Regions from separate parts of the Mus musculus genome. Here regions 1, 2, 3, 4 and 5 are each linked to region 6. The links are chromatin contacts, called in public HiCAR-type, HiChIP or PLAC-seq and promoter capture Hi-C maps. All regions are on one chromosome and are shown on one strand. The core of a region is the stretch at or near the end of the contact, and the rest is flanking DNA. Distances in the headings are between cores, read along the strand shown.

The links. Promoter capture Hi-C pulls out the DNA fragments that hold promoters and counts their contacts. HiCAR-type assays count read pairs that join an accessible place to other places. HiChIP or PLAC-seq counts read pairs in DNA pulled down with a chosen protein or histone mark.
Region 1: a contact with region 6 is called in a promoter capture Hi-C map of liver, with 4 times the contacts expected there. The contact joins the enhancer-like site here to the promoter of App in region 6. A contact is called at or near these places in 6 of 39 promoter capture datasets (the 3T3-L1 cell line, cranial neural crest, hippocampal neurons and 2 more), 1 of 484 Hi-C or Micro-C datasets (uterus) and 1 of 115 datasets of contacts at active chromatin or transcription factors (forebrain).
Region 2: a HiCAR-type map of astrocytes shows a contact between it and region 6, with 6 times the contacts expected there. The contact joins the promoter of N6amt1 here to the promoter of App in region 6. A contact is called at or near these places in 3 of 39 promoter capture datasets (cranial neural crest, hippocampal neurons and liver), 2 of 115 datasets of contacts at active chromatin or transcription factors (astrocytes and embryonic forebrain) and 2 of 9 other capture datasets (embryonic stem cells and liver).
Region 3: a contact with region 6 is called in a promoter capture Hi-C map of liver, with 5 times the contacts expected there. The contact joins the promoter of Ltn1 here to the promoter of App in region 6. A contact is called at or near these places in 5 of 39 promoter capture datasets (hematopoietic stem and progenitor cells, hippocampal neurons, liver and 2 more) and 2 of 9 other capture datasets (embryonic stem cells and pancreatic islet).
Region 4: a contact with region 6 is called in a promoter capture Hi-C map of liver, with 7 times the contacts expected there. The contact joins the promoter of Cct8 here to the promoter of App in region 6. A contact is called at or near these places in 3 of 39 promoter capture datasets (hippocampal neurons, liver and pre-B cells), 2 of 115 datasets of contacts at active chromatin or transcription factors (embryonic forebrain and extraembryonic endoderm stem cells) and 1 of 9 other capture datasets (adipose tissue).
Region 5: an H3K27ac HiChIP or PLAC-seq map of cardiomyocytes shows a contact between it and region 6, with 23 times the contacts expected there. The contact joins the promoter of Usp16 here to the promoter of App in region 6. A contact is called at or near these places in 4 of 39 promoter capture datasets (cranial neural crest, hippocampal neurons, liver and 1 more) and 1 of 115 datasets of contacts at active chromatin or transcription factors (cardiomyocytes).

Annotation. Positions count from the first base shown.
Region 1 is chr16:87,265,747-87,270,644 of GRCm38.p6, reverse strand. No RefSeq gene overlaps it. Among named protein-coding and RNA genes, the nearest start is that of Gm41484, 22 kb to the right of the region's middle. Within about 2 kb of position 1,979, at least 25 of the 459 cell types and tissues checked have an H3K27ac peak or open chromatin away from gene starts, as enhancers often do.
Region 2 is chr16:87,352,717-87,357,368 of GRCm38.p6, reverse strand. N6amt1 (N-6 adenine-specific DNA methyltransferase 1 (putative)) reads right to left here and starts at 3,184. Exons shown (of 6, transcript NM_026366.2): 1 at 2,983-3,184; 2 at 1,105-1,191; 3 at 381-471. The coding sequence starts at 3,116.
Region 3 is chr16:87,431,168-87,435,583 of GRCm38.p6, reverse strand. Ltn1 (listerin E3 ubiquitin protein ligase 1) reads left to right here and starts at 2,978. Exons shown (of 30, transcript NM_001081068.1): 1 at 2,978-3,158. The coding sequence starts at 3,117. It overlaps Rwdd2b (RWD domain containing 2B), which reads left to right. Exons shown (of 5, transcript NM_016924.2): 5 at 958-2,253. The coding sequence ends at 1,192.
Region 4 is chr16:87,494,541-87,499,014 of GRCm38.p6, reverse strand. Cct8 (chaperonin containing Tcp1, subunit 8 (theta)) reads left to right here and starts at 3,146. Exons shown (of 15, transcript NM_009840.3): 1 at 3,146-3,286. The coding sequence starts at 3,227. B130034C11Rik (RIKEN cDNA B130034C11 gene) reads right to left here and starts at 2,942. Exons shown (of 3, transcript NR_040375.1): 1 at 2,706-2,942.
Region 5 is chr16:87,452,206-87,456,685 of GRCm38.p6, reverse strand. It overlaps Usp16 (ubiquitin specific peptidase 16), which reads right to left and starts at 1,701. Exons shown (of 18, transcript NM_024258.2): 1 at 1,584-1,701.
Region 6 is chr16:85,171,796-85,176,323 of GRCm38.p6, reverse strand. It overlaps App (amyloid beta (A4) precursor protein), which reads left to right and starts at 2,617. Exons shown (of 18, transcript NM_001198823.1): 1 at 2,617-2,822. The coding sequence starts at 2,766.

The sequences.
Region 1 (4,898 bases), core at 730-3,229, 2.1 Mb before region 6:
GTGATGAAGAAGAGACCAGCGTCACTGAGGTGAAATCTTCTGTGAAGTGTTTTCTGATAGCACAAAGAAGCTGTGTTCCAGAGGTAGCCAAGGTTATAGCTGAGGCTCAGCACTGTGGGAGATCATGGAAGGCCATTGGTGAATGTGCGGACTCAGTTGCAGTCGATGGCCCAAGACTGAAGGGGTCATGCAAAAGATTTCAGGCTTGGCACCATGAAGAGAGCCTATGAGAGACTTTTAGTGAAGTCTAGTTGCAGCAGAAGAATCTAGTGTATTGTAGATGCTAGTACCATGGGATAATCACCAAGAATAGCAGCAGCAGTGGAGTGGAGTCAACCAGAGCCTAGAGTGCCACAGAAGGCAGAGCTGGAAAAGTGACACCAGCCCTTTGGTGGTGCCCAGAAGATCATGTGTGGATCCCAGACATTGAAAGAAGTTGCTTTGGAGACTCCAAGATGTTTGAGATGCCAGAGCCTTGGTCTATCTGCTAAGGAAAGCTGCTAACAGGGAGTGGAACCAGCTCAGGAGAAAGAAGTTTGTTATAGTCAACAAAGATGGAAAAGGAGTTGGTGATCTGAAGACAACTTTGACATCAGACAAGGAGATGCTGAGTTTGGAGTTTGTCCAGCTGGTTTCCTGTCTTGCTTTGGGGATTGCAGTTACATGATTGGATGAATCTCAGAAGAGAGCTTGAACTTTGGACTTTTAATATTATTGAGACTGCTATAGACTATGGGGATTTTGGAAGTTGGACTAAATGTATTTTGCATTATGGTATGTTTAGGTATAGTCCCAATAGACTCATATTTTTGAAAAGTCTATGGGGGCCAGGGAGTGGAACATGATGGTTTGAATATGCTTGGCCCAGGGAGTGGCACTATTAGGAAGTCTGGCCTTGTTGGAGTAGGTGTTTCACTGTGGACAAGGGTTTAATACCCTAGGTTTAGCTGCCTGGAAGTCAGTCTTCTCTTAGAGGCCTGCATACAAAGATGTAGACCTCTCACCTCCTCCAGTACCATGCCTGCCTGATAATGGGATACAGGTTGTTAAAGGAAATAAAATCTTTCCTCCCAAATTGTTTTTGGTCATGGTGTTTTATGACAGCAATAGAAACCCTAACTAAGACTGCAAGCGTTCCACCGTGGAGCCACATTCCAAGGCTTTTCAAATGAACAGCTTACTTATTTATTTTTGAATGAAGGTTGGCAAGGGATTCATCAGCCAGAATGTTATTTATGTTAGGGGAATTTCCTTTAGAACCTCAGTGATGTTCCACAATATCCTACTTAACTTGGATGACTCAAATGAATCTCTTAGCTAGGCTATTGAAAGTTTGTTTGAAATCCCTCACTTTTACAAATCTTGTGTTGACTTGTTTCCAGAAGCACCCTTCTCCCAGAGGTGTTCTTTAATACTTTGGCAGTTTGATTTTTCTGAGACATACATGATTCTTTTTCCTTGAGCCCCTACCCCATCCCTCCCATAATCTCACATTTCTTGATATTTACCTACAGGCTACTTTTAAAATCCACCTATTGTCCTCTTGTATAACCTCACAGCTTTGGAAAGCTTTGCATCATTCTTGAGAGTTGCAAGCAGAATTCTAGCCATACATTTCAGCCTGAGCAGCAGGTATCAGCCACAGAGAAAGGGCCCGGGTCCTTACAGTGTTGTGCTGGGTGCTGTGATTATGATTTTGCTGGAGGTGATCCTTGCTTTGCATCCATCATTGCAGTGACGAGGAAATTGACTCTAGGTTAAGCTTTGAAAGATAAGGATTTTGGGAGTTTGGGAAGATCAAGACATCTGAGGATGGAACAAACATATGAATAAAATTTATCCAAGCATCACAATCTGAAAACGACGACACAGTAACGATAAATCACTCTGTGTTTTTCTTTGACATGGAACAGTTAAGAACATTCAAGAGGGATAAATAAACTTTACTGAGAATTGGATAATAAAGTCTGGAATGCTTTTGAAAGAAACAGATGTGATGATTAATGGTGGTAAGATGGAGTGATGAACTGCTCAAACCAGACACCAGCCAAACAACACCTAACGAATTGCTTTGGACATAGATGAATACAGTAAAGGCAATATGATGTTTTCTTGGATTGATAAGAATTTCTACAAAGTTTGTGTGTTGGTTCTGTAATGTAAACAACGATACTCTCTGCCAAGTTCTATGCCCTTTAACTTTAGAACTTGTTCAGTATAGGCAGTTGGGACATATGTTTATTTCTGAAACTCGTAGCACTTATCTTTTGACTAATAGAGTTTTGATTTTCAAACCACAGAACTGTGCATTTTCTGTGTAGTTTCTCCTCTGTGCCTGAAAACCACAGAGAACATGTCTCATGAGTAGTTTGGAAACAACTGAGCTTTCTTTGACTTATGGACTGTGAGAAACTCTTAGGGCTGGCATTGGGTTGTGGGTTTGTTGCGATTTTCTTTTGCTTTCTCACTGCAACGGCATGTTCCCTGGTAACCACTCTTCCTACCCCCGAGCACTTTCTGGGGACAGGCAGGATTCCAGGAAGTACCAACTCTGATAGTGATGGATGAGTGAGTGCCAGACAGTTGGCTGTTGGGTCACTGTTCTCAAAATAGAGTTCTTGGAACATTCTGTGCCAAAGAAGGTGCTCACTTGCTCAAGAGATTCTTTGAAAGTCACTTTCTCTCTTTCATTGCACTCTTGTCTCCTAAAAGGACTCATGGTATCACTCAAAAAAGGTGTCATAAAAAAGAGTATTAAAACAGATATAGATAATTACAGCCCGTAAAGATCCAGTGGGCATTAGAAAACAACCAGACCAAACTGTGGGTCTTAGCATGTGGAATGTCTGGGCTTGGCAGTTCTGTTGAAGGACCTTCTCTATTGCAGAATGCTGAAAAGCATCTCTGCTTCTCCCCAGTAGAAGGCAGTAGACGCCTCCAGTTGTAAACCTATCTCCAGATACCGTCAAGTATCTCTTAGAGGAAAAGTTGCCCTTGGTTGAGAATATCTGCTTTAGATTAACAGGACAATATCAGATACTGTACTGCAATCATGTCGTCTCTCCTGAAATCATAAAACTCCAGAGATTCTGAGTCTCAGTATTTCACTATGGTGCTTAGCTGCCATGCTGCCTGTTTGCAGAGCATTGTGATGGTAGACATAGCAGTGAGCTGCATCTGGAATTCAAACCTGGATGCCACTTACAGGCTGTGTGGTACTCGAGTCTCGATATCTATACCTGTAAAGTGGAATAATAGCGCTATTTGCGAGGAGTTACCGACATGGCTCCTGAAGTAGGTCCACAATGTCTGGTATGTAGTAAGTGCTCTATAAATCGTAGACAGTTGGGGCTGGGTTTTTGGTTTGTTTGTCTTATTTCTCCATCCTGAGTCATGGTTCGAGTAAGTGAAGGGAGATTTGTTGGGTGGAGAGGCAGATCTACGTACCATTAACAACAGGCTTCCTAAGGGTTTAGTCTTGCTTCTGGAAAGGTTTCAGTGTCTTCAGATACTCAATTAACTCTAAGACTGAAAACATGTAGAATGGAATAAATTGAAAATACAAGGGCAAGAGGAATACAGGGGTTTAAAGGGTCTAAATGACTTGGGCGGTGAGATAATAGGAAAAAGCCTACCAGAGAGATATTTTCACTACTGACCATGAGCATAGTGGACTGTGAGTGAGTCCAGATGTGCGGGGGGTGGGGTGGGGGTGGGGAGGAAGGAGCTCAGTCCTCACCTGAGGTTTCCTGTATCACAAAGCTCTGTTCTAGGGATATAAATACAAACCACCCCCATAAGGACAAATTCAATGAGAGACATGCTTACTATGGCTTTAGAAATGGCATTGCAATGTGCTCAGGGTGCTTGGGGTATGACTCTGAAAAATACAAATCTAATAATAAAGCAACCCGTTAGCCCAAAAGCAGAGATTGTGACATTTATAAGCAACTCACTAAGTGAAACCATTGGTCAAGGGAAGCTTGTTTAGAAATAACTGTAAATAGAAGATCATAAGAGTTAGAAAGCTTTAAATTTTCATTCCTGGAACCAGGCAGCTAGTGCTTGAGCAAAATAACTTTAGTACATGCAAGGGCATTTCCACTTAGGATAAGAAAGCCTTTAGTTCATATGTTTTGTAGAGAAGAATTTTGAATTCATTGGATTCCTGTTTCAGTTATTATAAACAAGTAGGAGACAAGAGGATCTCTTCCAATGGGAAATACTCAAATTTGAAGGGATTAAAATGTCTGTAATGAACTTGTATAATCATTACAGGAAATCACAGCCTCACTTTCTTATGTTAGAAAATGTCCTCCTGCCATTGAAAATATAGTAGTGTCTCAGGATGAATGTCTTGGGACACTTGTAAGGTGCAAAACTTCCTGCTTTATTCTGCTTTGTTGAAGGTTTAGTAGGACCCCTGACCATCATATGGAGGAAAGAACAAAGTGCTGTGCTGTGAACTGAAGGATGAGCGCCAAACCGTGTGCCAGCTTACTGACAGAGTTGCACAAAACATTTACAACTGGACAAGTGCTTAAAATCACCCAAGGACAATGTCGGAAGCTACAAGAAAGAGACAGTCTTGTTTTGGAACTTACTGTTCCCAGCAGGCTTCAGATAACTAATGTCTGGAGGCATCTTGTGTCTATTATTGAGATAGCCAGAATCCTTTCTAGTATATAAAATGCAGCTGGACCTGTGTCTGTCTATTAGGGCTTCTATAACAAAAATATGGCACACAAAGTGATTTAAACACTACTTTTTTTTCTTTTTTTGTCACTGTGCAGAGTCTGGAAGTTTCTCTCTTTGGCATGCAGGCTACCACTGCTGCTTTGCCCTTACAGAGCTTTTTCTTTGTGCATGTTCAAGTTCTTCCTATTTGTCCAACACAA
Region 2 (4,652 bases), core at 1,935-4,434, 2.2 Mb before region 6:
TTCTGAGTTCGAGGCCAGCCTGGTCTACAGAGTGAGTTCCAGGACAGCCAGGGCTACACAGAGAAACCCTGTCTCAAAAAACCAAAAAACAAAAACCAAAAAACAAAACAAAACAAAAAACAACAAACAAACAAACAAACAAACAAAAAACCAAAGAAAAAAGTAAAAGAGAAAAATTTTAATTAAAAATTAAAAAAAAAAAAAGAGTTCAAGGTCATCTGTGTCTGTATAGGAAGTTTGAGGCTAGCCTGGGCTACATGCCACTTTGTCTCATACAAACAAAACAAAACAAAACTAATTCCTTAAGTGTATTTCCACTAAAAGTGACTGACCATCAATGAATCGAAATCGATCACTACTGAACGAGGATTAATGCTCACCAAATCTGTGATCACTGGCTGAACATGGACTCTGTTACAGCGTGCTGTTTCCAAGGTACATGCGGCTGCCTCAGGGTTGATATCAGTGCACCTATCAACGCGAGACAGAGGGAAAGATCAGGAGGATGTCTGGAAGCAGACAGTGTACCAGCAGACTCCTGCTGGGGTAAAGTTAGGAATGCTTTCTTAACTCGAACATGGTGTTGGGAAAAAAAAATCCAGAATGTTTTCATAATGGCAAAGAAAAAGCAAGCAAAGGCTTGTTATAACAAAGGCAAGCATTGCTGAAAAATCTGCCCACACTCATCTGAAACGGCCAGCAAATGAAAAGGGAAAGAGATCGCTGCCCGGACACTGCCACACAAACGACATAGGCGGTAACGAGCTGCAAGAAACACATTTGTCCCACGTATGGTAAAATCTTCTGCTGTTTCCTCCTGGCTTTTGTATTCTCAAGTTCTCTGCAAGGACATTCAACTTTGCACCTATTTTACAACAGACAAACTGTTTACCTGAGAACGATTAAAAGTAGAGATAGCATAAAGTTGTGTTGCTTCTAAAATCACACAGCACGAAGGAGTGAACGGGAGGCTACAGCTGGGGGCCAGCATAAGCTGTGACTTGAGTCCTCACTATCAGAGACGTATTGTCTATTTAAAATGTTCCACTTGAGCTGCTGCAGTCACAGAGACCCAGGAGGGGTGGAGGAACATCACATACTCACATGTATAAGGCCCGAGGACCTATCATGGAGGCCAGGAATGCAGACACCACACCAGATCCTGCTCCTACTTCAAGGCATATTTCCACTCTAACAACAAAAACAAAGTATTTAGTTCCTTCTTATGAAGATAATTCTTCATGGAAGACAACTCTCATGCCATATAATGTATTTCCCCAGCACCATCACTCACTTGCAAATATGTGGGAATAAAAGGGATTTACCATTTCTGGCAACTACTTAGTGCTTATTATTTCATAGCTCAAGCATGCTAATAGTTTAGGTGTGTACAGTATTTAAATTGAAGTACTTAAATAAACCCAGCAGCATATCCTAGGGTTTGCTAAAAGCCTTCCATCTACCTAGATACATGAATAACAAAGACCTCTCTCCCTACGAGAGTACTGTGTTGGGCAAGTACTTCAGTGTCTGATCTTAGAATGCCAATAATCTTAGCTTTCTAAATTTAAAAATCTTATATAACTTTCCAATAAATGTATTTCCTTTGATCACTATCAGTGTGTCAAAAGCACTACTTAATTTCCATGACTGATTGGCCTGATGACATTTACAAGATTTTTCTGTCACTTAACTGTTCAAACAACTCAAGAAGAAGTTACAGTATTTCCTTTTTACCTTTAGAATCAGCCACATATCTATGTGACCCACATAACAGGACACGCAAGCCACTAGTGGGTCATAGTAAAGTCTGTGAATCTTACCAGGTGCCTTCTTTATGGAAATAATCATTACGGTCTCAAAAATAACTAGAATTCCTAGCCTTTGTAACAAGGTCAGCTCTATTACAGCATACGAAGCAATGCAATTTGTAGCTGTAAATTTTTCTGAGCTGTTTTGAGCATTCAAGTTACAATTCAGTGCTCCACGAGATATTCCAGTAGCTCAAAATGCTCCACCATCTATGAAGAAAGACTGGTTTTATAGGCAGAAAAAAAGTGACAATATAAATAAACATGATGGCTATTTCGTTCTGGAGACACCCAGTAGGAATCTTGGCCATTAAGTTAATGACCCATATTCTTTCGGCAAACTATTTTATTAGAGTGATTATATGTATGTGTGCAGAATGGTCCTCAGCATTGTAACTGAACCTCCAAGAACAACCTGTAGTAGTTTCTGAGGCCGGAACTCAGGTCTGCAGGCTTGACAGCGAGTGCCTTTACCAGCTGAGCCATCTTTCCCGTTCTCAGCTCAAATTCTTTTCTCAGAAAAGTTAACATGTGGGCATTTACTATTTATGTCAATTAAAGCTATGGCCAATCCTTCAACAAATCAGGCTAGTGAAAATCCTACCGGCGGAGGCACGTGACTATTTAAACCTTCCCTAATAGTTCTAACCACATGCAACTAAAATTCTAACAGTTCAATTAAAAAACAAAACAAAACAAAAAAATCCCAGTTGCAATAACACTTTAAGTGCTCAGACGGCTAGTGGTTGTTCCTTGACTAGGTTGAGTGAATTTAATAGTTCACTGATCCTTATGTGTTCTTCCTTTGCTAGAGGATGTTATTCTTGCACTAAGGCGAGTTTTACATATTCACTTAAAAAAATTAAAATAGAAAATTAGGAAAGTTTTGGGACATCTTGCTTCTGGTTGCTAAACTCCGGCTGCTCCTCAGAGGCGCGTTTACATTCTTCAGATTAACAGCTAAAAGGCAGGGCAGGGTGACCTTGAAGCCGCAGGAACATCTGAGCGATGCTCTAACCCCAGCCCGCCGGACACGCCTCCTTTACCCCTCTCTGCTGTCAATCACCAGAAAGTAGGCCGGCCCACCACTTCCGGAGGAGGGCGGCAAGTTCCGGCTTCCGCCTCCCGGCCACCCCGTTCTCTCCCCCTGAGGCGCGCACCCTCCTCGCACCCTGCTAGCTCGGCCGCCGCCGCCTCGAGCGCGTCCAGTAACAGGAACGTGTCCTCCGCTGGCTCGTACACGTCGCGGAAGGCTCCGCGACCCACGTGCCCGTACAACGGCGTGGGGACACTCGGCGCCGCCATCTTTTCCCTTCCGCTTCCTATGGGCGGGCGTTGAGTACGCACGCGTCAGGCTTGCTGCGCATGCGCTTTTGTCTTACACTGGGTGGCGTTTGGGGTGAAAGAGCTTGTTGGGCTCTCTGGAACTTTTAAGCAACCTCTAACATCCGTTTTCAACTTGTGCTTACTTTTATCGGCTACCCTAATATTGAGCATCGTCAGTTATTTTGTACTAAGGTGACTGCTTTATTCTAATGACATTTGGAAAGTTTCTTCCCTTTTAAACTTGTAAGCACTTGCAAAAATAGTGTTTACAAAATTTATTGTTTTTTAAGCAACTGAAATGTAAATACCCATCTATAAGATTATGACTACTTTTATTTGCTTAATTTTGTTATACAGATTCTCACTGTCTTGGAATTTACTATGTAGGCCAGTCTGGCCAGGAACTCATAGTGATCCTCCACCTGCCTCTGTCTCCTGAGTGCTGGGACTATAAAAGCTGTGGCACCATGCCCAGCTTTTATGACTTTTAATTTTTATTTTGTATTTGACAATATTATACATGGATAACACTTTCATTCATTGAAATTATAGTTTGGGCTGGGCTGTGGTGGCTCTTGCCTTTAATCCCAGCACTCTGGAGACCGAGGCAGGCAGATCTCTGCTTGTTCTACAAAGAGAGTTCCAGGACAGCCAGGGCTACATAAAGAAATCCAGTCTCCGAAAAACAATGAAACAAAACAGAGACAATGGTTTGGAGGGCTGGGGAAGTGCTCAGGGGTTGAGACCTTGTACTGCACTTGAAGAAGACAAAAGTTTGGTTTCCTGCACCTTTGTTTGGTGGCTCACAACTCCCTATAACCCCAGCTCCAGGTTGTTGCTCTTCCTGCGTCAGTGTCACTGTTGTGCCCATACATACAGGCAAAAAAATAACATACAGAAAATCATAGTCTTTAAAAAAATGTAAGGGGCTGGAGAGATGGTTCTGGAATAAGGCTATTATTGAGGACTAGAATTTGGTCCCCAGTACCCACAGCAGGTGGTTCACAAACAGAGTAACTCCAGTTCCTGGGAGTTAAATCTTCTGTTCTCTGGCGGCATCACAAATACAGACTTGAAAATGGCAAGAAAGCTCTGCTGGTAAAAGGCAGGTAGGTGCTGCCAAACCTGAGCACATGGAGCAGGTCCCTGAGACTCACACAGTGGAAGGAGAAAACCTATTCTTAGAGTTCTCAGACCTCCAAGGGTATGGCAGCATACATGTGCACACATGCACAAACATCTAAATATAATACGGAAATATTTTTTTAGAGTGTCATGTGCCGCGAGAATTTGTTATTTTCACATGCATCCTTAAAATGTCTTTGGCATACAAGCAATGAAATGAAATAGCCGTTCTTTCTCAGTTGTTTCCCAGAGGATTTGTTTTTATGTATGTGAAGGTTGACTTTGCTCCAGGTTTGTCTGTTGCAATTCTTGAGACTGACATCCTTAGTGTTCTCCCACTGCTGTACACACAGTTCCTGGTGGGAGATCTGTTAGTGGACATACGGTTCA
Region 3 (4,416 bases), core at 1,729-4,228, 2.3 Mb before region 6:
CACATACCTCTCTGCAGGGGAGGGGAGGTTGGGAGTCTGTGGCTGCAACAGGAGCCAGTGGCCAAACACCTGTTGTCCCTGGGGTCACCCGGGTTCAAGGCCTGTGCTCAGCAGGGGACCAGGCTGTCTGTGCACAGCTCACCATCCCACACCCTCCAAGCTGTCTTGGACCTGCCAGTTTTCGTGAATCTGCCCTTCCCTTATCTAATGACTATGATCAACTTTCGACTTGTGGAAATGGAGATTACTTGTGAGCATTAGCAAAGCCAGCAATCTTACTTCTCTCCTCAGTTTCTGAGACGTTCCTTAACTAGTTCAAGGGTCAGCAGTTTGTACAGTTATAAAATATTGGCAGCAGTCGCTGAGTTTGTAGCTTACTGGAAGAGTGCTTGCCTGGCATGCACAAGGCGTTGGGTTCTGTCCTCAGTACCACGTATACCAGGCAGGGAGGTACACCAGTAATCTTGGCCCTTTGAAGGCAGAAAGGATAAGATCCAGAGTTCAGTGCCACCTTTGGCTACAAGCCAAGACAGAAGCCAGCCTGAGATTCACGTGACACTCTCCCCAAAATAAATGATTATTAAAATCAAAAGTCCCATTCTAATGGAAGATAGTAATGGTGACCATCAGTGCGTGTTCAGGTGTAATGAGAACCATTTGAGGAAAGTAAGCCCCTGTGAGAGTATCTCCGTGCTTACAGGAACACACACTGGCAAGTAATCCTTTGTTGTTTGGTTTTTGAGACAGGATATCACTATATAGCCTTGGCCGGTGTAGAACACTTTATGCAGACCAGGCTGGTCTCCAATTCACAGAGATCTGAATTCTGCCTCCCATGTCCTGGGGTTAATGCGTGTGCCCTCACTACCAACTCTGATAAGTCTGTCTTACAGATTCTAGCTCACTTCTGTACAAAATATGTTTTGAAATTTTCTACTCTGAAAAACTATGTTTCAGACTCAGAAAACTAAACTGGAAGAGGATTTTAATTCGTCATCGAGAAGACATTCCTCTTGACGGTACAGCCGGCGGAATGGAAGGACAGCGGAAATTTCCCATTCTTGAAGAAAAGGCCTTCAGTGTCCACGGAGCCAGAGGAAACCACATGGACTTTGGCCAGCTGTATCAGTTCTTAAATGCCAGGGGATGTGGGGATGTTTTCCAGATGTTCTTTGGTGTAGAAGGACAGTGACTGAGCAGAGGGGAAGTCAGACCTGTTGGCTCACTGTTCCTCTGTTGATCATTTCTTCCTGTTTTTCCTTGAAATTCAATTTCAGCTCCATTCTAGGATGTACTAGGGTTGGGGTCACAAGAAGAAAATTAATATGGCTGAAATGTATCAGTTAAAACTTGCCATGCCTGAGAGAAAAACTGGGTTTCGACTTGTAAGCTTTAAATTACTAAGTGAGAAGGGTGGAGAAATGACTCAGAAGTTAAGAGCATATGCTGCTAGTGCCAAGGACCTAAGTTCAGTTCCCAGCACCCCTGGCAGGGAGCTCATAACTACCTATATGTCTTTACTTCAGGGCATTTGATGTACTCTGTCCTCCAAGGGTGCATGCATGAACATAAACATGTAAATATATTTGGGGTATCAGATCCCCTGGAGCTGGAGTTACAGGAGGTTGTGAGGTACCCGGTGTGGGTGCTGGGAGCCAAACTTGGGTCCTCTGCAAGAGCAGTGCACCCTTTTAACCTCTGAGCCATCTCTACAGCTTGGTGGAAATTTCTTGACGTGAGCTGGATCTGAAGGCACATGCTTATAATCCCAGCACTTGGGAAGTAGAGGCAGGAGGATGGGAAGTTGAAGGCCAGCTGGGCTACACGAGGCTCTGTCTCATGAAACTTGAAAGACAAATTATATGTGAAGGTAATTTTGATGGTTCGACTTGCTAGGGATTTCCCACACTCTTCTGCCTTCACTAGGAACCTGGAAAAGCTGCCTGTTCACCCTCCTGGCCTCTCTTGCAGCTGCATTGGGCTGTAGGTTACAGTGCAGGATTTCTGGGGATGAATTTGCCTCTCTTCTCTTTCTGCCATGGCCCCTGAAGTGATGGCAAGAGAAAGGGCCAAGCTATCTCAGAGATGTCATTGTACAAGACACCTTGCCACATGCGGACCCAATGTTAATCCCAGCCTGTCTCCAGACCTTTGAAATAAAATGAAATTTTAAACAATCTGTGCTTGTTATCAGTAGTCAGAAGTTTGAAACTACCCTGTCTTTTAAAGTACAAACAGTATAAAGCCTTCCTCATTGGTGTTTGTGGTTCATTTCAAATTGCATGTGTTTAGATTTGGCCCCTATCTGGCCTTGCATCGCTGAAGACTGGGGCATGAGTAGAGCTCAAATGGTTTCTTGTTGTTTCTTTAAGACAGTGTCTCATGCCTATGTGACCTGATGATTCTTTTTTCTTTTTATTTCCTATTTCGAGATAGATTTTCATATATCCCAGGCTGCCCTTGAACTTTAAGTGTGCAAAGCTGACCTTAAATTTGTGATTCTCCTCTTCTCTGTGTCTTCAGTGCTGGTATTGGGAGGGTGTGCCAGCAGACCTGGTTTGCTCAATGTAGGGAATCAAACTCAGCCTTCAGGAATGCCAGGAAAGCACTCTACCAAGTTAGTCGCCCCAACTCCTCTGCTTTTATTATTTCATTTTATTTTTAAAGATTTATTTTATTTATATGAGTACACTGTAGCTTTCTTCAGACACACCAGAAAAGGGCGTCAGATCCCATTGCAGATGGTTGTGAGCTACCATGTGGTTGCTGGGAATCGAACTCAGGACCTCTGGAAGAGCAAATTCCTACACACTAGGAAGGAAATCTCTCCACTACAAATATCTCGGACAGGTTTGGCGCCACGGGCTCAACGCTGGTTTCTTATTGGTCAGCAGTGACGCCACTCAGGCAGGCGTGGCCTTCTTTGTTACGTTTCAGGCAGCGGATGGTCAGAGTCCTGACAGGGAGGCGGGAGCGGAAGTAGGAAGCCGAAAGGCTGGGAGGGCGAGGGGGAAGTGGCTACAGTGAATCCCCTTCCGGCGCGAGGGACCGGAAGTTGTGGCCCGCCCGTGTCAACTTCGGCTCTGCAGACTGAGAGCCGGGCTGCCACCGCCACCATGGGCGGGAAGAACAAGCAGCGGACTAAGGGGAACCTCAGGGTGAGTCCTGTGGTGATGGTAGCCCCGCGGCCTGCGGCCCGGGTGTCCAGAGGGCCGTGAGGGAAGAGTGTGACCTCCCGGTGTGTGCGTCCCCGCGGGTGGACAAGTCGAGGAGTTGGGACCCAAACGACGTTTCACGCCGGATCTGGGAAACGGAGCGCGCCCAGGGAGGGAGGTGTCATCGGGAAACGGTGACAGTGAGCACCCGGGCGGCCCTCGTGGGTGGCCGAGCTTGTGTAGGAGCTGTGGGAGGGAAGAAGCAAGCGTGGGCTTCACTCGCTCAGTCCCTCCTTGCCAAGGCCCGAGCCCGTCGGTGGTATGCCCGGTGTCAGGTCGGTGTCACCCGTTGGGTCTCTGGTCTCAAGCTTACCTCGCTTTTCCTGCTTCACTCTGGCCACCCTGAACTTGCCACGAACTTGGCTGGCCTGGCAGGCTTCGGATGGCCATATGTTAGGTGGCTCTAGATACCTTAATGCATCCTGTATAGCCCTGGCTGTCCTGGAACTCATTCTGTAGACCAGGCTGGCCTGGAACTCAGAAATTCTCCTGCCTCTGCCTCCCAAGTGCTGGGATTAAAAGCGTGTGCCACCACCACCTGGCGCTTTGAAAGTATCTTAAAGGCAGGTGTTTCTCTGCAGCCTTTATCCTGATGGATCACACACACATACACACACACACACACACACACACACACACACACAGTTCGCTTTTATAGACCTGTTCCACCATTTTTTTTTTAGATTTATTTATTTATTATATGTGAGTACACTGTAGCTGTCTTCAGACACCCCGGAAGAGGGAGTTAAATTTTGTTACAGATGGTTGTGAGCCATCATGTGGTTGCTGAGATTTGAACTCTGGACCTTTGGAAGAACAGTCAGTGCTCTTAACCACTGAGCCATCCTTCCAGTCCCTCATCTCTTAATTTATAAATTTTGCTGACCCTTAGGAGAGTTGATCTCAGTATTTAACACCCAAGTTCTCTACCTTATGTATTCTAAAAACAGTGTCATTCTTCATATAACATGTGAAACTTTAACCATGGTGGAGTACACAAATATAACATGTAGACTTACAATTTGTATTTCTACTAACTTTTATAGATTTAATTCTGTTTTTATTTTATTTTGATTTTGGTTTATCAAGGCAGTTTCTCTTTGTAGCTCACCTGTCCTGGAAGTCGTTCACAGATGTGCCTGCCTCTGTCTCTACAGTGCTGGGATTAAAGGCATGCACCACCAGGACTGACTTAAAGTTG
Region 4 (4,474 bases), core at 1,897-4,396, 2.3 Mb before region 6:
ATAAGCCATCTCTCCAGCCAGAATCTACAGTTTGCTGTGTGAGCTACAAAACACACAAACACACACACACACAAAACCACACTATTAGTAACACAATGCCAAAGCATAAAACATTGGAGTGTCTTACATTATTATATACAGATGTAATTAAAAAAACAAAAAACAAGAACGAGAGGCTCACTAGAACGCTCCTGCTCACTAGTTGGTGCACATGAGGAAGCTCCTGGTTTAGTTCCCTGATTCCTCCATCCTTCCCAGTGATAGAGATTCAATCCAGGTTTGCTTGTTGGTTTAGATTTATTTATTTATTTTGTGTATATTAATACACTATGGTTGTCTTCAGACACACACCAGAGAGGACATCAGATCCCATCACAGATGGTTGTGAGCCACCATGTGGTAGCTGGGAATTGAACTCAAGACCTCTGGAAGAGCAGGCAGTGCTCTGAATCACTGAGTCATTTCTCCAGCCCCAACTAGCCTGCTTTCTTTATATAATACAAGACCACCAGCCCAGGGATGGCACCATCCAGCATGAGCTGACCCCACCACACACACACACACACACACCACACATACACACACATACACACACACCACTCACACACACACACACACACGCACACACCACACATACACACACACCACACATACACACACACCACTCACACACACACACACACACACATATACACACACCACTCACACACACACACACCACACACACACACATATACACATATACACGCACACACGCACACACATACACACACACACACACCCCATTGATCACCAATTGAGAAAAATGCCTTACAGTTGGATCTAACGGAGGCATTTTCTCAAAGGCGGCTCCTTCCTCTCTAATGACTCTAACTTGTGTCAAGTTGACACTCAAAACCAGCCAGTACATAGCGTTTAACCCAAATTACACAAAATTAACAAATCTCCGTTCAAAAGGAATAATTGGCAATTAAAAACTAAGTCTTTGATGAATTAACACATAGTTGATTGGAATTGCTTTTAATTCTTCCCATTTCCCACTTGTGCAAGGTCGACTTTTACTTTAAACTTTTGATGAAAATTTATCCACTGTCTTGAACTCGTTTAGTTTTTCAGGATCTAGTTATCAATTTTTGCCAAGATTTAGATCCTCTTAGTTACTTTTAACAAATCAGGTATAATTTTAAATCCCCTCTCACTATTTTGTGTCAGTTATACCCATAAGTGATGCTGAGACAACGGGTTTTAGTTTTTCCTAGCAAATCCATGAGGGAATCTTCGACTGTCTTACCTCTCAGGTGTCATGTACTTTGCAGACATAGAATCCACATAGAAGTTTAAACAGAGTCACCCAATGATTGTTTTTAATGGGTATCGTAGTAACCATTGATTGTTAATATTATAAATCAAACTATTTAACATTAATATAAAAATATAGCAGTGAACACTGAAGGCTAACATAACATTATTGAAAATGTCTCTCTTGAGGACTGATATTCTCAATTTTTTCCCCAAATATTTTATATGTGGCTTAGTGGACGACAAAGAGTGTAAGTGGCTCCTTGTGCTTTTCACATTCATACTGTGACATACTGAACACCCAGCAGGCCTTCACAGCTCCCCACAGGAAGAGGAGACAGCTCTGTATTACTATGAAAACACTTGCGTAGTCATGGGCCCTGAAAGGGCGTTGGAGAGCCTCGGAGGTGTCAAAACCAATCTTTGAGAACCACTGAACGTTTGCTCTGTCTTCCAATATAATTGGCTCACTTACCTTGTGTTCGGTGACAAGAAAGTATTTTCATGGTTACATTTTTTTTTCCTTTTTCTTTTCTTTTCTTTTTCTTGGATATTTTCTTTATTTACATTTCAAATGTTTTCCACTTTTCAGGTCTCCCCTTCGGAAACCCCCTATCCCATCCCCACTCCTCCTGCCTCCATGAGGGTGCTCCCCCACCCACCCACTCCCATCCTCCCACCCTGGCATTTCCCTACAAATGGTGCATTGAACACCCTAAGGCCTGAGGGCCTCTCTTCCCACTGATGTACAACAAGGCCATCCTCTGCCACATATGTGGCCAGTGCCATGGGTTGCTCCATGTTTAGTCTTTGGTTGGTTGTCCTGTCCCTGGGAGCTCTAGGGGAACTGGCCTGTTGACACTGTTGCTCCCTCCATGGGGCTCCAAACCCCTTCAGCTCCTTCAGTCCCATGGTTACATATTTAAAATGTTTAATAGAAAAAAAAATTGCAGTTGATAGTACGGTTGCAATTATGAGTCTGTCCCAATGTAAAGAAAATCTTAATTTCTCTATGTCCAACGACTCACCAAAGCGTTTCATATTTTTCTGCAAGGGCAGGAGATGCTTCCATTTTTTTGTATTTTTTTATTGTAAGAGTGTTTTACTTTCTCTATGAAGTTATTCTATTTACATAGAAATGTTTGTGAAAAAGATTCTGGGGGAGTAGAGAATATCTATATAGATATATAGATATAGATAAAGTGGTTAACTATTCCCACTTTGTAATCTGCCCATCTAGGGTAGAAATCGTCGCTGTAATATCTATTGGCCTGGTGACCTCTGCGTACCACTGAATTGTGGTTATCAACTTCCCTTCCATAAAATGGAGATTAATATTCATTCTTAAATTTGACCAATAACAAAGATAACTGCACTTAAGCAAACCGCTTAGCTCTGCTACGCACGTGCAGTCCACGCGTTGCAATCCTCCATGCTATTTCAAAGATCACCTTCGAGCCTTCAGTGCTTCCCAGTGACCAACACAGAGGATGTCCATTGGTAGTTTATAGGGGCGAGGGCGGGTGAGCTTGGAGAAGAAAAGGCTAACCTGCCCCGGTGCTGGGTCTGCAGGATTAAGTTTAAGTGAAGGATAAGACGTTGGGTGTCCGCCACCGAAATATCACAAGCCAAACGTCCTAACCAAAGTTTACTCATTAACTTAGGACAAGGGACACGAAGGGAGCATGCACGCTCTGGGTTCGGCCTGATCGTCCGCTTTGATCGGGAATCGGCAGATCAGGTCTGTCTGCTGGAACCTCTGGTTCTCGCGATATTTCAGAGACGCTGCAGGTTGAAGGGGCGGGGCGACCGGAAGTAGGGGGACGCGAGGCGGCGCCGAGGCCCATTCCCAGCAGGCAGTGCGCGGCGCCCCTTGCTTCCTCGGCGTCTCGGAGCGAGCGCGTGAGCGGTGGACTGCGGCCGAGCCATGGCGCTTCACGTCCCCAAGGCCCCGGGCTTTGCCCAGATGCTCAAGGATGGAGCCAAAGTAGGTGGCGTGGAGGGACTGTACGGTGGGAGGGTGGGTCTGCGCCTGTGGCGACCGCGACAGGCCTGCGGGCGGGCGGCCGCGCCGCGATCGGGATGGAGAAGGTTCTAGAAAGGGAAGCGTGCTCTGGATGCCGGCTCGCTGGAACTGGTGGGCATTTCTGTTATTCCCCCGGCGGCTTCGGGTTTGCATCCCAGCTCCCCACGCCCCTGTCTGCGGCATGGAGCCCACGGGCGCCGCCCTTAACGCGAGCTGGCGATGCGTTAATGAACTTGGACGGAATTGGTAACGGGTGGTTGGAGGGCCGGGGATTGTAGGATGGAGATGACACGAGTCCGGCATGGTCACTCCTGGGCCTGCCCTTGGTTGCTTCCTTCCAGACACGTCCGATCCCCACTGCTCTACTGAAAACTCTCCTCTGGACGTTCTGTTTCCTTTACCTTTTCTGAGTTGAGACCGGGCCGAAGGCTGTTAACTGTCTTTTCACTCTGACTGTCCGATGTCGTAGCCTACAGGATAAATGAAGCCCCACCCCAGATCGAATAGGCCGTAGTTTCAGGAGTGATTTTTTTTTTTTTTTTAAAGCGGTCACATTGCTTATGGAGCGATTTGTCCTGAGTTCCCCAAGCTGCCAGATAACGTTTGTTTTGTCTTTCATATTTTTACAAGTTGTAGAAATAGCGGATTCTTAGCAGTACAGAGAGGTGGTGTCCCCTTTGTAGTGATAACTGGCATACTGAATGGATGTCAGGGCTTAATGTAAGTTAGTAAGTTCTGCAAATGACACTGTTAACCTTTTGAGGGGTAGCAACAGCTTCCAGTTTCCATCTTTTCCTCCATCACTCTGGCTGAGGACATGATACATTTAAAGGATTTCTGTCACAGGCTAGCATTTCAGCACAGAGATACTTTGTGTAAATCGGTACTGATGGAGGCTATAGTGAAGACAAGTTTTTTTAAAGTACCCCCATCCCCCAAATTTAGGTTAAAAGCTAGTACTAGTAGGCTGGGATTGTAGTTTAATGGTAGATTGCTTTCTTGTGTTCAATCCCTGGAAAAGGCAGAAGGAAGAATAGTTGTTATTTAGCTAGGTGAGTAATAATCTGCCAAGTAGGAGCTATTGATTATCCCATTAGTTTACAGATAGGAAAGAGAGCCAGGCCCAGTGGGGGAAACTGAGGCTGTCTG
Region 5 (4,480 bases), core at 452-2,951, 2.3 Mb before region 6:
AGCCAAAACATCCAAGTTTATACTCTAGAACTTGTCCCCTTCAACCTGGCCCCAACGTACTAGCAATCCTGACTCATAACTCATCAACAAAAACAATTAACGAGACAGTTCCAAAACCATCATGTTTGATTTTCACGATCATCTTTTAAATGAAGATACTCACTAAAGAAAGAAATTTAAAAACAAAACCACTCTAGTCCCGGCTGACCTAACCCTCCAGAGATCCAACTACCTCTGCCTCCCACAATGCTGGGATTAAAGGCGTGTGCCAACATCACCACCAGGTTTTAATGAAGATTTAAGAAAACCTGCATTAGCCGCGTTGAAGGCCAGCCTGGTCTATGGAGCGAGTTCCAAGACAGCCAAAGCTGTACAAGAAGACCTTGTCTCGAAGAACAAAGCAAACACACAGAGAGGGACAGAGAGGAAAAAGATATGTACTATCCTGTATCTGTTTCTCTACCACAGTAAACTGCTTTTCAAATCTATAATCTGAACAATTTCTCTCTCCTTTCCTCCCTCTCCCCCTCCCCCTCCCACCCTACCCCCACCCTCCTCTGAAATCCGAAGCCTTAGGAGAAAGAACTGGTTCTGGGCAGAATTTCTATCTTGCCTATAGCATACTGTGAGTACATAGTAGGTCCTCAAGAAAAACTTCCTCCGCTAATGGCGCACACCTTTAATCCCAGCACCGCAAAAGTAGGCAGTTACAAAGCTCCAGGCCAGCTACAGCGAGGTGGTCAGATGGACGGACGGACGGACGGACGGACAGAGGGACAGAGAGATGAGATGAGATGAGATGAGAGAGAATATTACCTGAGAAGGCACAACTTCAGGTGTAAAAGAAAAAGGCGGACATGCGGACATTAATTAAATCATAAGCCTTCAGTTGTGGAGACAGAGCTAGAAGATCTGGTTTAAGGACTGCAGCTTCCCTTGAGACAGCAGAGGGAAACTTGAAAGACAAACTTTTAATTAGGGCAACCAAACCCATGACTGAAGTGTCAGTCGATGCTACTGAAGGAGCTACAGTAAACTTCTGACAGCTGTGAAGGTCACTGCTGCGCCGTGGGAACGGCGTCTATAAAACAGTAATGCTCGGTCCCGCAGCGTCCAGGGGAGTTTTCAGACGAGAATTGCCACCTTGGTCCAACTACTCGCTCGCGGCTCCCTCCCTTGGCTGAAATCACAACTCCTGCTGTCAGCCTCCTATCCAGCCGGCTGCTTTCCTTTTCTGCCCTCCCGGTCCTCCTCTGCCTTCGCTAAGCCATCATCACCACCAAGGCAATGTCGGAAAGCCCCTGTCAGCAGGTCTCTCTACAACGTGGCTCTCCAGTTTCGACGTAGGCTGTCACCCGGAGGTGGCAGCGCCAGCCGCGCTTACAACGCACACGGTGTCACCGGGCGCTCCCCGGAGCTCGCACGCCAGCCGCCCGCCCAGCCACCCTTCCCGTCGCCCGCCGGCCCTACCGACTGCTCGGCGCCCACCGGGCCGGCCCTGGAGCCGACAGCACCCGCAGTAGATGAGGATGAGGCCGAGGCAGGGCGGGAGTGTGGCGGCGGCGGGGGTGGCCGGTACTCACCCGGGGCGACGGCGCCCATAACTGCCTCCCGCGACGGGCCCGGAGCCGGCCGCCAGCTCCGCTTCCTCCAGGTGACGCAGAGAGAGCGACGCGGTGGAACCAGCCACCCTCCCGGAGAGGCAACTTCCGGAACGCGGCATTGTGGGAAATGGCTCGGCCTCCCTTGGGGTGGGTGCGTGGGAGGCCCGCCACGTGTTCACTGCAGTGTTAACTGTGGAGTAATTTAAATCCTCCTAGGGAGTGGATGACGGGTCCTGGCCCTTGGCTTGGAAAGTCCTTCATGGCTACCTCTCTTAAATACGTTATTTCTGCAGGATGGCCAAGAGAGCGACGTAATTACACACGTCTCTCCTTTCCCCTAATCCTGTCCCACTCGCTTATAAATGTGAGTGTTCTTTCTTCCAACCCCAGCCTTCACCTTGCTGACCTTGTCCAAACTGACAGGAATTAAAGGGGAATGTTACAGTGTAAAGTCCTGAAGATTTGAGTTGCGGTTGGTTGACGAGAAACAGTAACTACACACTCTGTGCCGAGTCTTTTGTAGCACCCGTTAAGCGGACCTCAGCGGAGACAGTAATCACAGAAAACTACCTGTGCGTGTTAGTAGCAAAATAGGCAGAAGTAAGCAACACGGTAAAAGAACAGTTGATGGTGTGTGCGAGGGGATGCCATAAAGAAACCACTTGAAACTGCCGCTCAGTTAGGGGGAAGGTTTTTATTGTGAATAAGAGAAAAACTACTCAAAGGCATCGGGAAGAGTCCAGTGCAGAGAGAGGAAGGCCAGGGCTAGGGAAGCAAGAGAGTGGGAAAGAAGAGTGGATGGACATAGCACGATTGAAAAAAAAAAAAAGTAGCCAGAAGAGTCGGGGGCAAGGAAGGGGCAAAGAGAACGGGAATCAGGACCCAGATGAGAGAAGGTCCTGCGGGCTAGGGTGAAGGCTTTGAGATGTGTACTTGTGAACCGGGACTGAGGGAGCCTAGAGGCCAGTTCTAGACTTATCTAGACCTATCATAGGCAACCGCGAGTGTATATTAATGGAGAATCATGTCCCTTCTGTCAGAGGCAAGGGACATGAGTCCTTTTGGGGAGAAAACAAACCCTCAAGGTTCCTCAAACCTCAAAGATCCCGAGGAATGTTGGCTTTTTATCTAACCACCCGAAATCCTTCCATAGTCCAGCTTGAGCTCATTTCTAGATATATGGCCTTCTAAAAGATTGCAAATGAAATATTCAAACTTACTAGTTGTCAGATAAAACTATGTTGAAATAGTAGCATAAAACTGGAAAATTGGCCAGTATAATTTTTTTTAATTAATCACTCTATTGGTTTATATCTCAAATGATATCCCAGTTCCCAGTTACCCCTCCACCAACTTCTCATCCCACATGTGCCCTCCCCACTCCACTCTGCCTATATGAGGGTGCTCCCCCACCCACCCACACTCTCCAGCCCCACCTCTCTGGCATCCTTGTATGCTGGGGCTCAAACCTCCCTGGGACAAAGGGCTTCCCCTCCCATTGCTGTCAGGCAAGGGCATCCTCTGCTACCTATATGTTTGGAGCCATGGATCCCTCCAGGTACTCTCCTTAGTTGGTGGTCTAGACTCTGGGAAAACTGGGTAGTCAGGCCAGCCTATGTTTGCAATCCCCTGCTGCTCCAGCCCTTCTGCCAGCCCCTTACCACCACTAGGTTCCCTCAGCTCCGTGTGATGGTTGGCTCCAAGCATTCACATCTGCATTTGTCAGCTGCTGGCGGGATCTCCCAAGGAACCACCATACTAGGTTCCTGTCAACAAGAGCCTCTTGACCACCTCAAGTGTTGGGTTTGGTGTCTGAGGACATGATGGATCCCCAGGTGGGGCAGTCCCTGGTTTGCCCTTCCTTCAGTTTCTGTTCCATTTTTGTCCCTGTTCTTCCTTTGGACAGGAACATTTCTGAATTAAAATTTTTGAGATGAGTGGGTGGCCCCATCCGTGGACCAGGGTTCATGCTTACCCACTGGAGGTGGTCTCAACAGGTTCTATCTCCACCTTCTCTACGAATTTTGGCTAAAGTCATTCCCATTGAGTCCTGGGAGGTCCCTGGTGCCTGGGACCCTCCAGTGGCTATCCCCAGTTCCCCATCCACCCTGCTACATATTTTTATTTGATTTCCTGACCCTCTGTAACTCTCTTATATCTCCTCCAGTTTCTGACACTGTTCCCCCTTATTTCCTCCCCCTCCTCTTTCCCTCCCAGTTTCCCCTCTCCCTCTATTTCCTGTCCCCATCCCCCTCAATGCAGGACTGAAGTATCCACACCCTGGTCTTCCTTCCTTCTAAGCTCCACTTAGAGCTTAGAAGTCTAAGTGGGGCTGACTCATGAGCATTGTGAGCTTTTGGGCTAACATCCGCTTATCAGTGAGTACATGCCATGTGTGTTCTTTGTGACTGGGTTACTTCACTCAGGATGATATTTTCTAGTTCCATCCATTTGCCTGAGAATTTCATGAAGTCATTGTTTTTAATCGCTGTGCAGTAATTCATTGTGTAAATATACCACATTTTCTGTATCCATTTATCTGTTGAGGGACATCTGGGTTCTTTCCAGCTTCTGGCTATTATAAACAAGGCTGCTATGAACATAGTGAAGCATGTGTCCTTGTTATATAGTGGAGCATCTTTTGGGTATGCTCAGGAGTGGTATAGCTAGATCCTTAGATAGAACTATTTCCAATTTTCTCAGCAACCACCAAACTGATTTCTGAAGTGGTTGTACCAGCCTGTAGTCTGACAAGCAATTTAGGAATGTTCCTCTTTCTCCATATCCTCACCAACATCTGTTGTCACCTTAGATTTTGATCTTAGCCATTCTGATTGGTGTGAGGGGAATCTCAGAGTTGTTTTGATTTGCATTTC
Region 6 (4,528 bases), core at 1,368-3,867:
TAGTAATGACTTCCTTGGATTTGTGTGTATGTGTGTGTGTTCTGTTATGTGTGTGTCTGTAAGTATACGTGTGCCTATGTATATGTCTGTGTATATATGTGTATGTCTGTAAGAGTATGTGTGTCTGTGTGTGCATGTGTATGTATCTGTAAGTATATGTGTGTCTGAAGTGTGCATATGTGTGTGTGTGTTATAGGTGTATGTGTGTGTATGTCTGTGTATGTGTGTGTGTTTAAGTGTACGTGTGTCTGAAGTACAGATATGTGTATCTGTGTATATGTGTGTGTGTGTAAGAGTAAGTGTGTCTGTGTGTATGTCTGTCTGTGTGTATGTCTGTTTGTATGTATGTCGGTAAATATATGTATATATGTGTATGTATGTAAGAGTAAGTGTGTCTGTGTGTATGTCTGTCTGTGTGTATGTCTGTTTGTATGTATGTCAGTAAATATATGTATATATGTGTATGTATGTATGTATGTATATGTCTGTGTGTGTAAATGTAGTGTGTTTGAAGTATAGATATGTGTGTGTATGTGTAAGAGTATGCTTGTCTGTATGTCTGTATGTATATATGTGTGTATGTCTGTGTGTGTATGTGTATATGTGTATGTGTGCATGTATGTACATGCCTATGTGTGTGTGTGCGCGCGCATGTGCATGCTTGTTGTAAGTCATCCTTAGGTGATGCTCTGGATGCTGAAGCTTTCCACTTTTTTTTTTTTTTTTTTGGAGATAGGATCTCTTTCCTGGCTTACCTTACCCAAGAGTCTGTCTGTCTCTCTCTCCCTCCTAAGCAGGTGCTAGCATGGCTGACATTTTTATGTGGCTTCCAGGGGTGGAACTCAGGTCCTCGTGTTTAGATAGTAAGTACTTTATTGACTGAGCTACCTCCCTATCCTTTCCTTGGCTTCTGTAGGAAATGAATGCCATATGTAATCAAAGCAAACGTTACTTAGCAAATATTTGTTGTTATTTGTTGAGGACCTTCAGAGGACAGACATTCAGGACAAATACAAAAAGGTATCTGTAGAGTTGGGCAGGTGGTATGTAGGCATGTTGATAGATGAGTGCTGACTTCTCAGAAAGGAAGAGGTGGAGACCTATCCTCCCACCACACTTACAGGGGATTGGATTCCTTGCTGTGGGAAAGAAAGAGCGGGCCTTCTAGGTTGCTTTCTATTGCAGAGTTATAAAAAAATCACGATCCTAAGCAACTCGAGGACAGGGCTTATTAGCCTCACGCGTTCTGATCACAGTCTAACGCGAAGGGAACTCAGAGCAGGAACACAGGGCAGGAACCTGAAGCAGGAACTGGGCAGTGGCAGAAACTGCTTGTTGTTTTTTTCCCTCCTGGCTTCTTCAGCCTGCTTCCTTACACAAGCCAGGACCACCTGCTCAGGGCTGGTCTCCCACATCAACTAATAAGAAAGAATATGCCCCACAGGTTTGCCTGCATGTCAGTCTAATGGAGGCATGTCTCTCAATTTAGGTTCCCCCTTCCCAGATGACCAGAGCTCATGTCAAGTTATTAAAAAATTAAGCAGCAAACACATCAGGTAAAGGAAAAGGCTGTGGCCTCAGAAGCCAGGAATGCATTTGGTATTACCTTCATCTCCTTCCACTAGCCTAGGGAGAGCCAAAAGCTTGGCGTCTGAAGCCACATTAGGTCGGGAGGGTGGTGGTAGTGGGAGCATGTCTGGATGGGTCTAATGTAATTTTAACACTGGGAAGTTTGTGTTTAATCTAGGAGAAAATGGTTTTACGGAGGTTCATTTCACTGGATAAGGGCAGATCCAAAAAAAAAAAAAAAAAAAAAAATCGAGAGCAGAGTTCCAGGAAGAAGTCCTGGGTGATGGAGGTGGAGGAAAAAGAGCCATCACTCGGTATCTTTTCTGGCCTAACTTTGATCTCTTCCCCATCTTAGATTTTTACCTCCCTGCCTCCTTCAATCCCAGATGCCGGTCCCCTTCTCTGAAATTATCCACGTCAAGCAAATATGCAATGATAATACATTTAAAAACCCACTTCCCATCTCCAAACACGGAGAAAAATGGGTCATTCTGCATCCTGTGCCCTTCTCTGGTACATTCTAAAGACAAAAATTCCAGATTGCAGTGGCGTGAAGGGTGACCTCCTACCAAAAGAAAAAGAAAATAGAAAAAAAAAAAATCCTGTTTCTTTTGCTAATGTTCTCGGCCTCGCTCCACCTCTCCAAATAGAGAGAACGAACTGCGGATAAAAATGCACGCATCGCAGCCTTAGCTCCTCAACCACATTTGGGAGAGGCCTGCGGGGTCGGGTGACTCAAGCTCGCGCGGGGACGAGCCGAGAGCGCTCCCGACTTCCCTGGAACCTTAACGTCCTACGGTTCACCTTCTCCCGATTGCGGGGTCCTCTCCCTGACCCAGATCACTCCCCAACTTGGTTCCCAGACCCCATCGGGAGCGCGGCTCCCCTTAGCCCAAGACGCCGCACCTGTGGGCTCTGGGTCGCCTCCCGCTGCGCTCGGGCGCAGCTCCCCGAGGCTCCGCTAGGGGTCTCTGTCGGGTGGCGAGCCGGGTGGGCGGGATCAGCTGACTCTGCCGGCTGCGAGCCCCGCCGCCTCGCTCCAGCTCTGTCAGTTTCCTCGGCGGCGGGAGGCGAGAGCACCGGGAGCAGAGCGAGCGCGGGGCCACCGGAGACGGCGGCGGCGGCGCGGACACAGCCAGGGCGCGGCGGATCTTCCACTCGCACACGGAGCACTCGGTGGCCCACGCAGGATCACGATGCTGCCCAGCTTGGCACTGCTCCTGCTGGCCGCCTGGACGGTTCGGGCTCTGGAGGTGGGTGCCGCGCCTTGGGAACGAGACTGGGGAGGCGGGCGCCGGGAGGACGCGATCCTCCCCACCGAGGAGCTTGAATCTCGAGACGTGGGGGGCTGTCACGGGTAGACCGCTCCTCGCCGCCCCCGCCTGCGGGCGCCCTGCGCTTCGGCGGCTCTGGCCCAACCCTGCCCGGGGACGCGCTGCCCGAGCGATGAAGAGGGAATGGGTTAGGGCGCTGGGGTCCCCATATCCGTGCCAGCCTAGGGCTGGAAGGCGAGGGGACGAGCCTGAACGCAGACCCTGACTCCTCCCTGCGTTGAGAGCTGGACTCCGGGATGCGAGAGACACCCAGTTCGAGGGGGAAGGGACACGTGTGGAAAACCGAAAGCGTAGCGTCTCAGGATTCAGTGCCCTGCGAGGAAATCGCCGCCCTTCCCCTTCCTTGGGGTCCTGGGTTGGAATGGGGGCAGCTCTGGATGCTGGGGAGCGCCTGGCTCACACTCCCTTCCCACCCCCGCCTGTCTTGACTGCGAAGCTGGGCTTTGCTCCTGGCGGCCGCGGGCGGCGGCTGCCTGCGCAGCGACCCTCTCCCGAGTCGGTGCGGGGTCGCGCACCGCCGCCTTCCTTTTGCAAACTTTGTGCATTTTCGTGTCTCCCTTTTGTGTAAGTTCCAAGTGATGGGAGGGATCGGAAAGTGCGGCCACCCGGCACCGTCCCTCAACCTGGACGTCCAGGACTCTTCAGTGCACCTCCAGTTTCTCCCTGAGTCTGAGAAGGTCCCCGGGAACAAAAGCCGCGACACCCCGCCCTCGCCGTCCAGGGCGCGGTGGCGGAGCCCTGGTAGTTGGTGCGCCACCGCCGTTCCTTTCCCCGAGCTGCGCGTCTGCCCCCGAGGGCCTAGAGGTGCTGCTAGGGCCCCGCGGTCTCCCACCCCCGCATCACCACCACCTACTGGCAATCCTGTGAGGGACTGCAAAGTCCTGAGAGAGAGAGAGAGAGAGAGAGAGAGAGAGAGAGAGAGAGAGAGAGAGAGAGAGAGAGAGAGAGCGAGCCGGGAGTGAGGCGTGCGTCTGGGAAGGGCAGTGCCTGGTGGTGGGGAGGCTGAGGCTCCAGGGCATCAAAGGAGGCGTTTGTCTGATTAAGGTGCGGCCTCCTATGGGGCAGATTTGGGAACTCTAGCTTAGTCACCCTGGGGGGGACACAGGATGCTGGGGAGGGTCCTCAGGGTTCCTTTTTTTTTTAAAAAAAAAAAAAAAGGGGTGCAGATAAAAGGATTGAATAGGGTGAAGATTAAGACGGAGAAGATGGCGCCTCTGCAGTGCAGCAAAGAAAAGCTGTGTGGAGGCTGCAGCCTGTGAAATCCACCCACCACTAGGTGTATAACAAGTCTTCCCCATTCATCCAACTCTCCAGCATGCAGCACAAGGCTTGTTTTCCTTTTTATCCAGAGATGCCTGGAAGTTGTTTGCGTGGCAGCTGGTTTTATTTCTCTTCATTTGTACCCTCTTCACCATCTAAGCATTTGCTAATAGCCCTTCCTCGTCGTCCTCCTCTTTCCCCTCTACCTCATAGGAATTTTCCCAAAAAGCAATTTCCGGGCGAGTGTTTTCCTGCAATTTTGTGGGGATTGGCTAGGCTATCACACTAGTATGAGTTTTTATTTATTTAATTTTTTTTAGCTCTTAATTTACAAGGTCATTGAACTTTTAGCCCCTCTGAATTTT